Regions from separate parts of the Zea mays genome. Here regions 1 and 2 are each linked to region 3. A link is a contact called in public Hi-C data. All regions are on one chromosome and are shown on one strand. Each heading gives the region's core, a stretch centred on a gene start, on an enhancer-like site or on the middle of the called end of the contact. The rest is flanking DNA. Distances are from core to core; before and after follow the strand shown. Region 1 holds the start of LOC100502484 (alpha/beta-Hydrolases superfamily protein). Region 2 holds the start of LOC103651483 (polypyrimidine tract-binding protein homolog 1). Region 3 holds the start of LOC100286079.

The links. Hi-C and Micro-C count contacts between places; a contact is called where the count stands out from the background.
Region 1: a Hi-C map of tassel shows a contact between it and region 3, with 2.1 times the contacts expected there. The contact joins the promoter of LOC100502484 here to the promoter of LOC100286079 in region 3. A contact is called at or near these places in 2 of 25 Hi-C or Micro-C datasets (ear and tassel).
Region 2: a contact with region 3 is called in a Hi-C map of ear, with 1.8 times the contacts expected there. The contact joins the promoter of LOC103651483 here to the promoter of LOC100286079 in region 3. A contact is called at or near these places in 2 of 25 Hi-C or Micro-C datasets (ear and endosperm).

The regions. Positions count from the first base shown.
Region 1 is chr3:223,720,351-223,723,296 of Zm-B73-REFERENCE-NAM-5.0, reverse strand. LOC100502484 (alpha/beta-Hydrolases superfamily protein) reads left to right here and starts at 1,655. Exons shown (of 2, transcript NM_001196962.2): 1 at 1,655-2,637. The coding sequence starts at 2,008.
Region 2 is chr3:223,553,346-223,556,256 of Zm-B73-REFERENCE-NAM-5.0, reverse strand. It overlaps LOC103651483 (polypyrimidine tract-binding protein homolog 1), which reads right to left and starts at 1,356. Exons shown (of 11, transcript XM_008677125.4): 1 at 1,156-1,356; 2 at 853-1,060; 3 at 52-261. The coding sequence starts at 1,035.
Region 3 is chr3:224,006,451-224,009,578 of Zm-B73-REFERENCE-NAM-5.0, reverse strand. It overlaps LOC100286079, which reads right to left and starts at 1,402. Exons shown (of 5, transcript NM_001158967.1): 1 at 1,241-1,402; 2 at 781-902. The coding sequence starts at 1,287.

The DNA.
Region 1 (2,946 bases), core at 406-2,905, 290 kb after region 3:
CCAGGATCTGACCACTAATCAACCATCCATTCCATCCAAGGAAGGGTACGGAAGCTTAACAGCTCAGTTTTTTTTTTGTGACTGCGGACTTCAATAAAGGACCAGTAAAATGCGACTAACTGATAAGAGATTCTGCAACTCAACACCATGTCGACGAGACTCAAAAAAAAAAAAAACTTGATACACAGCGCAGGAGCTGACCGTAGGGCAAGCACTTGGCACGTGGCGGCACGCAGAGCGGCGCCGCAGCCACGCGAGGACAGGGCAACCCATGCTTGCCTGCGGTGTGGCTGCACTCTCGAGTCTCGACTCCCCAGCGTCCGCCAGACCGCCACCGTGCGAGGCATGCAGTCGCACATGTGCCACCGCCCCCGTGGTGCCGACGGGAGGGAGCGAGGGAGGGAGAGGCAGCCAGGCCAGGCAGCGTACCTGCGTACGTACGTAGCGCGGAGCAGCGATCGAGAGTGAATGCGTGCAGATGCAGAGAGCGCTGCCCGCTGGCAGGAGTACACGTCTACACACCAGAGTGATGAGCATGTGATGTGAGTGGCAACTGTTCTCATGCGCACACACACCGCGCCGTCCATCGTCAGATCGTGGTGGTACTCGGTGTGCCAGCCTTATGATGACTGATGAGCATTCATATCGCCATTCAATCCATTTCATTCTACTACCTTACCACACCTGCTGTGGCTCTGGCGTCGTCTGCACTCTGCACACACACACACACACAAGATCGCTCTCCTCGCCATCACCAGCGAGATCTATATAGACACAACAATAGCAGTAGTTCGCTCCAATGTACTCGTCGATCAAACCTTGCACTGCGTAATGCTAATCTTTAGAGAGACGCTCCAATGGCCGGTCTCGACTCCATCCTCTTGCTAATAAAAAGGGGGAAAAAGAAGAAGAAGAAGAAGAAAACTATATATAACCCGTCGTCGTTGATGAATCGGTCGCTGTCGCAATGCTTGTTTTTTTTTTTTTTACTTGGCTGCAACAAGGTTTCCGCATCGTTGGCGTCCACGCAAGGGACGGCGTCTCCGATACCCGCTTCGTGTATCCTGTCCTCGCCCTCGCCCCTCGGTCTCATCAGAATGTCTCAGACAAGCACAAGCTGCGGCGAGGGCAAGCTCGGTAGGTCAGGCTCCTGCGTTGCATTGCATGCGGCTGAAGGTCTTTGCCTTTGTCTTTGTCCGAGCGAAAGAAAATGGAACAGGTCGGTCGAGCTGGAAGTTCGGTAGTGGTAACAGACACAGAAGAACGGGCGTTTGGAGTAACTACCAGCGATTTATTTATTTATTTTTACAGCCATAATACTCCTAGCCTCCTCCTAAGGGACGTAGAGTGCTCACTCCGTCCAAGCAAGACACTCATGCTGCTTCCGCCCCTCTTTCTTTTCGTCTCCTGCGGGCGGCGGAGACACCGATGCCGGACGAACCTGCTGCCATTTTTTATTCTTTTTTCCCTCCCGTCTCCGCCGCCCACCCTCGACCCGCCCCCGCATGCAGGTGCAGCAGCAGCAGGCAGCGCTGTATACTTTTTACTGCTCGCGTAAGGTGCCATGCCAGTGTTCAGTATTCCCGGAAATACCCCTCCGATCTGGTCTCAAATAGCCTGCTGCTGCGGCTGAACAAGTGTCGAAATCCATTGGCCTATTTGTTCACGTCTTCACCGGTCCTCACGCTGTCGTGGCGTCTCCGGCTTCTTGCCCCGTCACCACCCTCGGTTTCCACCTCCGGGCTGCCCTTCCCAAACCGTGCGCTTTTTAAAGCCCGCATAGCCATTTGCTGCAGAATTGCGCCGTGCCCTGCAACACCGCACGGGCTGACCAACCAAACCCGCCCGTCTCTGTTGCTGGTCTGGTCTGGTCTGGTCACCACCAAGAAGCTAACCACCAACGCCCAACATCTCCACCGCGCGGAGGACAGAGGGCCATCTGCCGAATTAAACTCCCCTCTCTCCTCGCGCGCCTCTCTTCTCTGCCTCCAAGATCACAACGCGGACATGGTGGCTACCGTCGCTGCCGCGGGCGCCGCGGCGGCGGCGGCGTCGGGGCGGCGCCGCGGGGCCAGGAGGGAGCCGGCGACCATGCACGCCGGCATCCGGCGCTCGCGCTCCGAGCCGCACCTCCGCTGCCCCCGCCGCGGGGGCGCGGCGGGCGCCGCGCTCACCACCAGCCGCTCCATCGGCGTCTTCCCGTTCCAGTTCGGCGCCGCGCCGCTGCGCCCGCCGCCGCTGCCCGACGGCGGCGGCGACGGCTCCCGCCTCCTCACCGTCGCCGACGACGCCGACCCGCCGGAGCCCTGCCCGGAAATGCCGCCCGCCAGGAGGCCCGAGGCGCACTGGCTCGACCGCCTCCTGGAGGTCCGCTCCCGCTTCCACGACCCGACCTGGCGCGACGTCCTCGACCACGACGACGACGACGACGACGAGGACCTCTACCGCCTCGACGCTGACCACCACCACGACGGCGGGTGCGGCGTCAGCTACGAGGACGACGGCGAGGAGGAGGACGCCAGGTGGGACCGCGACTCCTTCGCCAAGCTGCTGGCGCGGGCCCCGCTCGGAGAGGCGCGGCTGTTCGCGCAGCTGGCCTTCCTCTGTAACATGGCCTACGTCATCCCCGAGATCAAGGTGAGCCATTTGCGCGACCACACACACCTATAGCATAGCATCACAAATTCACAATGATAAACCATGGCCGCCTAGCTCGGGGCTCGTCTGATCTGGACGCCGTCGCTGCCTGGCCTAGCCTGTCCTGAAGGGGAACGAGATCCTCTGACGTGGGGAGGAGCCACTGACGCGTGGGCCCCGCGTGTGACAGGGCCCACGTGCAGTGGCCCAACTGCTCTCTGCAGTACGTCAGAGGCCGAAGGTGAATGCGGTCCCACTGCCACTTGTTGTTTATTTTCCTTTTTTGATTTTTTTTTGGAAGAATTTAGT
Region 2 (2,911 bases), core at 107-2,606, 450 kb after region 3:
ATCAGTTGGCCTAAATAACATAAATCTCGATGCAACTGTTAACATCCTTACCACGTGTAGAACATCAATGCTGACAGAATCTGGTGCAACACCCTCCATTCCCACAAGCAAAACGTTGCCTGAACCTTCCCCAGTTGCCTTGTTGTTGACAATCTCCTGTCTATTTGAGTACTGAAGGTACACATTTTTCCCTCTTACCTGTGCTGGCTCTGTTGACGATGCGTAATATGATATCATGGCAATAGCTTGATTTTGGTCGCCCTGCAAAACAATAAAAGGAATTAAAAAGAACATGCAGTCACATATCACAGCTGTTTCACCAGACGATAAATCATCCCCCCCCCCTCCAAGACAAATTTCCACAGATATTTCAGTGGTCTCACTTCTCTTTACCAAAAAGGAAGTCCATGATAATATAATCATGGGGTTTTTTCTTGTGCCAAGACTTCATAATGGGGTTAAGATTGTTCTTTTTCACCACATATCATAGAACCTAGGCGACAAGAAACAGAGGGGGGGGGTACAACCATTACTAATTGCAGTCAAATCGAATTGGTCAGTTCCAAATTCCAATGACAAACCTCCTATGCAACTGGCACATCCAACTGGCTGATTTAAGTAACAGCAACATGAGCCAGAGAACATAGCTTCTCCCCCAAAACTAACTGGATAACTAATGTACTGTATATTACAACCACTTTGCCACAATTCAGTACTAATGATCCGGAAGTCCGATCTACATAGTCTGATACTCTGGTTCTGACATCTCCGTGTCCACCAGACAGACAAGTGGCTGGCCAATACGAGTCAGGCTCGCTAACATAAGCAGGAGGGAAAGCTGGTAGTACTCACGAATTCGATGAATGCCTGATTGCGGTTGGCGCCGACGCCGCACTTGGTGTTGACGACCTTGCCGAAGGGGGTCCCCAGCTCGACCAGCTCCTCTGGAGTGCAGTCCCACGGCAGATTCCGCAGGTGGAGCACCTTCGACGGCGGCTGCGTGTACCGGAACTGCGGCTGCCCACCGGAAGCCATCCCTCCCGAATCTTATCCTCCAAACCTACCGCGTCATCAGTGGTAAGTAAACCGCATCAAGGAAGTCTTTTGCAATAAAAATAGAAAACTCTCGTAACCATGGATCCAAGGGGTCCTCACCTTGCGGGTGGCGACCGACGGCGGCGAAACGAGTGGCCGGAGCGGACGAAGATGGGTTGGATTCGGGAACGTATCGCGGAATCGGTGCGGTCAATCAGTCCAATTTTCTAATGGATAGACGCCTAGGGTTCCGTATCGACCTCTGAAATCTGAATAGGCCCGTTGATAGGTTATAATAATGGGCTTCGAGCCTTCGGCCATGCAGTAGAGTCCCGGAATCCTACAGCCCAAAATCCCAAACCACCACCGAGAAGCCAGAAGGCCAGCCCAGTTTGGACAACTCTTTTCCTCGTGTTCGGAGAAATTTGGAATTATGTCATTATAATAAGTGGTTTAGCGACTTTATTATTAATTGAATAGGCTTCGGCTTAATAGCATTAAGAAGTGGTTTAGCGACTTTATTATTAATTGAATAGGCTTCGCCTTAATAGCATTACAGAGTATAGGTCTAATTTTATAATGGTATTCAGACAAATCCTATTCAATTAATAGAAAAGTGGCGAAACTCACTTCTCATAATGATATAGGCCCTATTTAGGAGAGCATTTCAAGAATTTCAAGTCTATTTCAGCTTCTTCTATCCAAATAGGTACAGCTTTATGAGCTCTAACTTCAAAAAAACTGAAACTATAGACCAGTTTCATGAAATTTTTCAAGTTCCTCAAAGGGTGCTTAAAAACATTGTTTTCATACCTCCTCGTGAAGTTGCACAAAAATTGCTCATCATGTCATTGGTTACATGATCTAACGATTCAATTCTCTTTCTTCACCCGCTAATCATCATAGGTAATTAAAAAAATTCACACAAATTAATCGTATCAAGGAAATCCCAGTATTTAGGGTCAAATATATCAAGCTGAAAATAATCGCTATCATGCCCCATAGGTGAATTTTTCAAGTTAACATTAATAGCAGCGACATTCATATTAACAAAGGATAATAATGAGTCGATGCACATTTTTAAAAAAAAAACACCTTGATCTCAGATCCCTGCTGGCTAGATTGGTCTCGTGCAGACCTGCACCTAAAGTTCGTGTACGTGTTGTTGTTGTCCTAAGAGTCGACCCTCCTAATCCCCATAGTTGAGCAGCGATGGCGTTGTGGGGACGAGAAATTACGGCAGGATCTGCAAGCCAACGAAAATTCACGAGCGACTCGTGATTAGATCAAGGACTACTCGTGGAAACAGAAAGGATGCACGTTAGACGTACGAGATTCCCTCAAGAGATCAATTGTTTACTGTAGTAAGCCTTAAATAATATAATTATAAATGCTACACTGTCAATATTTATGACCTGCCTGTAACCCTAAGATAAGATAGTGTTTGGTTGAGGAGTTAAGTAGAACGGAGTCGTTCCATCCCTGATTATAGGAACGGAGCCGCTCTGTTCTGTGTTTGGTAATCTGGAACGGAGCGGCTCTGTTTTTTGTTTGGTTGCAGAGTGAACGGAATGGAGCGTGACTGTGAGAGCGGGATGGGAACGGAGCGGCTCCGTCCGGTTGATTTTTTAGAGCGGATTGGTTCCGGATCTGAGGAGAATATTCTCTAATTGGAGTCATTCCGTTCTAGTTACTTTGTAACCAAACAACAACAAAACTGGAACAGAATAGCTCCGTTCTACTTGACTCTTCAACCAAACACTACCAATTGGAGTTAATGGAGATGTGAGACATGAAGAAACACAGTGCCGTGGCGCGACTCAACTCCGTTCCACGACCCTTGCGACGTATAAAGTTTTCTTTAGTCCGTCACACA
Region 3 (3,128 bases), core at 153-2,652:
AAAGGGCCTCTAGCGTAATGGTTAAGGCTTCCGAGTAGCACCTCCAGGTCCCAGGTTCGATCCCCCTCGGGGGCGAATTTCGGACTTGGTTAAAAAACACTCCTCGTTGTGCCCCGCTCGCTCCCGAGTTACGTCTTGTGTGCCACCCTCCGGCTGGGCCATTGCAGAATGGGCGGCGACGGCCCGCTAGTGATGGGAGACTAGGGTTCAGGGATTTTCTCGATCGGGACTATGTTTCGGTCTCTTCTTAATATAATACCAGGAGGGTGGTCTTTCCCTCCCTGTCCGAGTTTTTTTTACAATGTTGTATCCAAACAATGTTTCTCAACCATAGTATTTTTGAAGCTGCCAAAATTACGGTATTGTCATGGCAATTGCAAAGTGTAGTATTAAAAAACTATGGTTTTGAGAAACATTATTGCCAAAACAGGCCCTACATGACCTTCCAACATCGCTAGGGCCTGATAGACCTCACAATTTTTTACTAGTACCATACAATATCTCTAATATAAGGCATTACGGTAATAACTATATAGTCTCGCTAACTTTACTAGTCAACTTGAAGAGATTGGTATACAGCATGGCACCGTGGACGTGCTATATAGTTGATATATGACACTGGACTGGAGCATATGTTGGTTGTATAGGATGGACAGGTCATAGACATAGTTTGCGCTTTAAGATAAACATTCTTGCTGATTTAGCCTTTCAAAATTAAATGATTCCATTTGTATATCATAGGAGCAAAGAGATCCAAGAAAATCCTTGAAAACTACATACCAAGTGCATTTCCCAAGTCCTGGAACTGCTCGTTTAATTTATCTCTTCGCATCTTCTCACGATCAGCCTTTTGTACCTTGCGTGCAGAAGTGGAACCCTGGGATTTACACTCTGCCCTTTGACTTGATAAAAGAAGGGACATTAATTAGAGCAAATTTCAGGTGTGATCATAAATTATTTTGTACAAAACAACACGCAAGAGGATCTATGTTAAAATTCCATTGGTTATCACACTTGATTTTAATCAGGGTCGAACCCAACAAAATAGATGGGTGTACACATGTACGAAGTTAGTAGGCGTAATTAATTCATACACTTGTAATGAGATCAGACACGGATAAAGATAACCAGATAGCTCAAACTAGATTAGATCCGAATACAAATAGCCAAATAGCTCGAGCTAGGGTTCGGGTGCTCAAATTTGCACATCAGGAAGGGAAGAGAAGGGGCGGATACATACCTGCCGTGGTGGGTTCCGGTCGCCGGCAAAGGCCCCGACGAAGACATGGGCAGCAGGGGCGTAGTGCTGCGGTCGCCCTAGTTCTCGCGCTCGGGGTGAAAAAGAAACAGCAAACTGGTGTGAAGACAGGGGCGCAGTGCTTCCAGCTCAAGTTTACAGCTTTGCCCCTCCGGCGGCGCTACTGGGCCGCTTTCTCCTGTCTTTGTTTCCACCTTAGCCTGTATGGTCCCCCGCGTATAAGGCGAAGCAGGTTCAACTGAGATGGCAATCTCCGTCACTCGATACCTCCGTTAAGGTATATATAAACTAAATATTTTACGCGTGAGTCTTTTATTGAGCAAAAAAATTTCACCCAACGGTTAAACAAGGATTAAAACGTTCCGGACTCAAGCATATCTGTTAACCCGTGGGTATAAAATACCCAAAGGCATGAACTTGACTTCACTCATCCATCTTTTTCACTATTTAACAACATTTTAGGTTGTAATGTCATAGAAGGTTTAAGGACTAATTGATGGTCATGTAATGAAACATATAATATGCTATGTAGTACTATCATAGTGTTGCTACTTTATCTAATTATATTTGGTGTTTTTGAATGGATGGTTAAATGATGCTAGAAATTTTGTAATAGTATTTACATGGATATACTTGGCATTTGTATAATATAATATTTTGATAAATGTTTAATTTTTATGGATATGGGTAATCTATACCCATATGGATATATATATGGAGGTAAATCTATACCCACTAATATATATGGGTGATTTAATAGGGTTATTTTTTATCGTGGGTACAAGTAATTCGTTTGAGCCTCGCTCGAGAGATGCAAAAGGAGCCCGTGTACGAAAATGGAATATGTTTCTTTACCATAAGGCTCCTAGGATATAGTACCTCATTTTTTTTATATTTATCGTGTTTTAGTTCAAAAATAAACTAGTGAACGAGAAACATTAAAAAACGGAGGTATTATTGAGCAAATACGATATTAGCTAATTAACATGTTTTAAGTTGTATCGGTATATTTTATAGAAGATTAAGGCTTCACATGATAAAAAATAGTATACAGTTAATTTAAATAAAGAAATATTATCTTAGTACTTTTTTACGTTTCAATTTAATTTGATGTATATATGCAGGTAACCAAACAAACATTTTGTTAAACCTATTTTTTGAATAATTGTAAATATGTCACTCAACGTTTACAGAATCAGATAGCTAGTCCATCTCGATGTCATTGTATAGCATCCAAATAAATAAGTTGTTTAATTTTGCAAAAGTTGAGTGTCATATTTTCGAACTAAACAACAAGTAGTTACATCTCTTGAGCCTGTCCTTGCTTATATAAGTCGGGTTGCACGAAAAGATATATATATATATAGCCCTGAGCTCTGTTTAACTACAGGAAGGTCCGGCCATCCGCCCGGTTGACCAGGCGCACTATCCAGTCCACCCACTATAATGTTTACGCTTAGTTATACATAAGTTTACGCTCATGTACCATCGTATAAAACCAACTGCTCTACCTGGCCTTCAGAGATGGCCAAAACTAGAGTTTCAGTGGCGGCGGTTGCGCGACACGAGCGAGCGCGGCGAAGTCAGCACGACTGCGGCGGACAAGCGTCCCCATAGACGAGATCCATGGCGGATCGCCTCCCGTCATCGTTCTAGAGGTGCCTTCCCTTCGTTTCCCTCATTTTCTTCCCTTCCCTAACCTTACTTCCTTTCCCCGCACGTAACCGCCTGTTTCTTCTTCCCCCATCTTCATCTTCCTCGTAGCGCCGGTGCTACATCTCCAGACTGCCCCTGCTCCGCGCGGACCTGCTCTCCAGTGCGACTGCATGACTTTTGTTCCTAGCGGCGGTGGTGTTCCGTGGCGCGACAG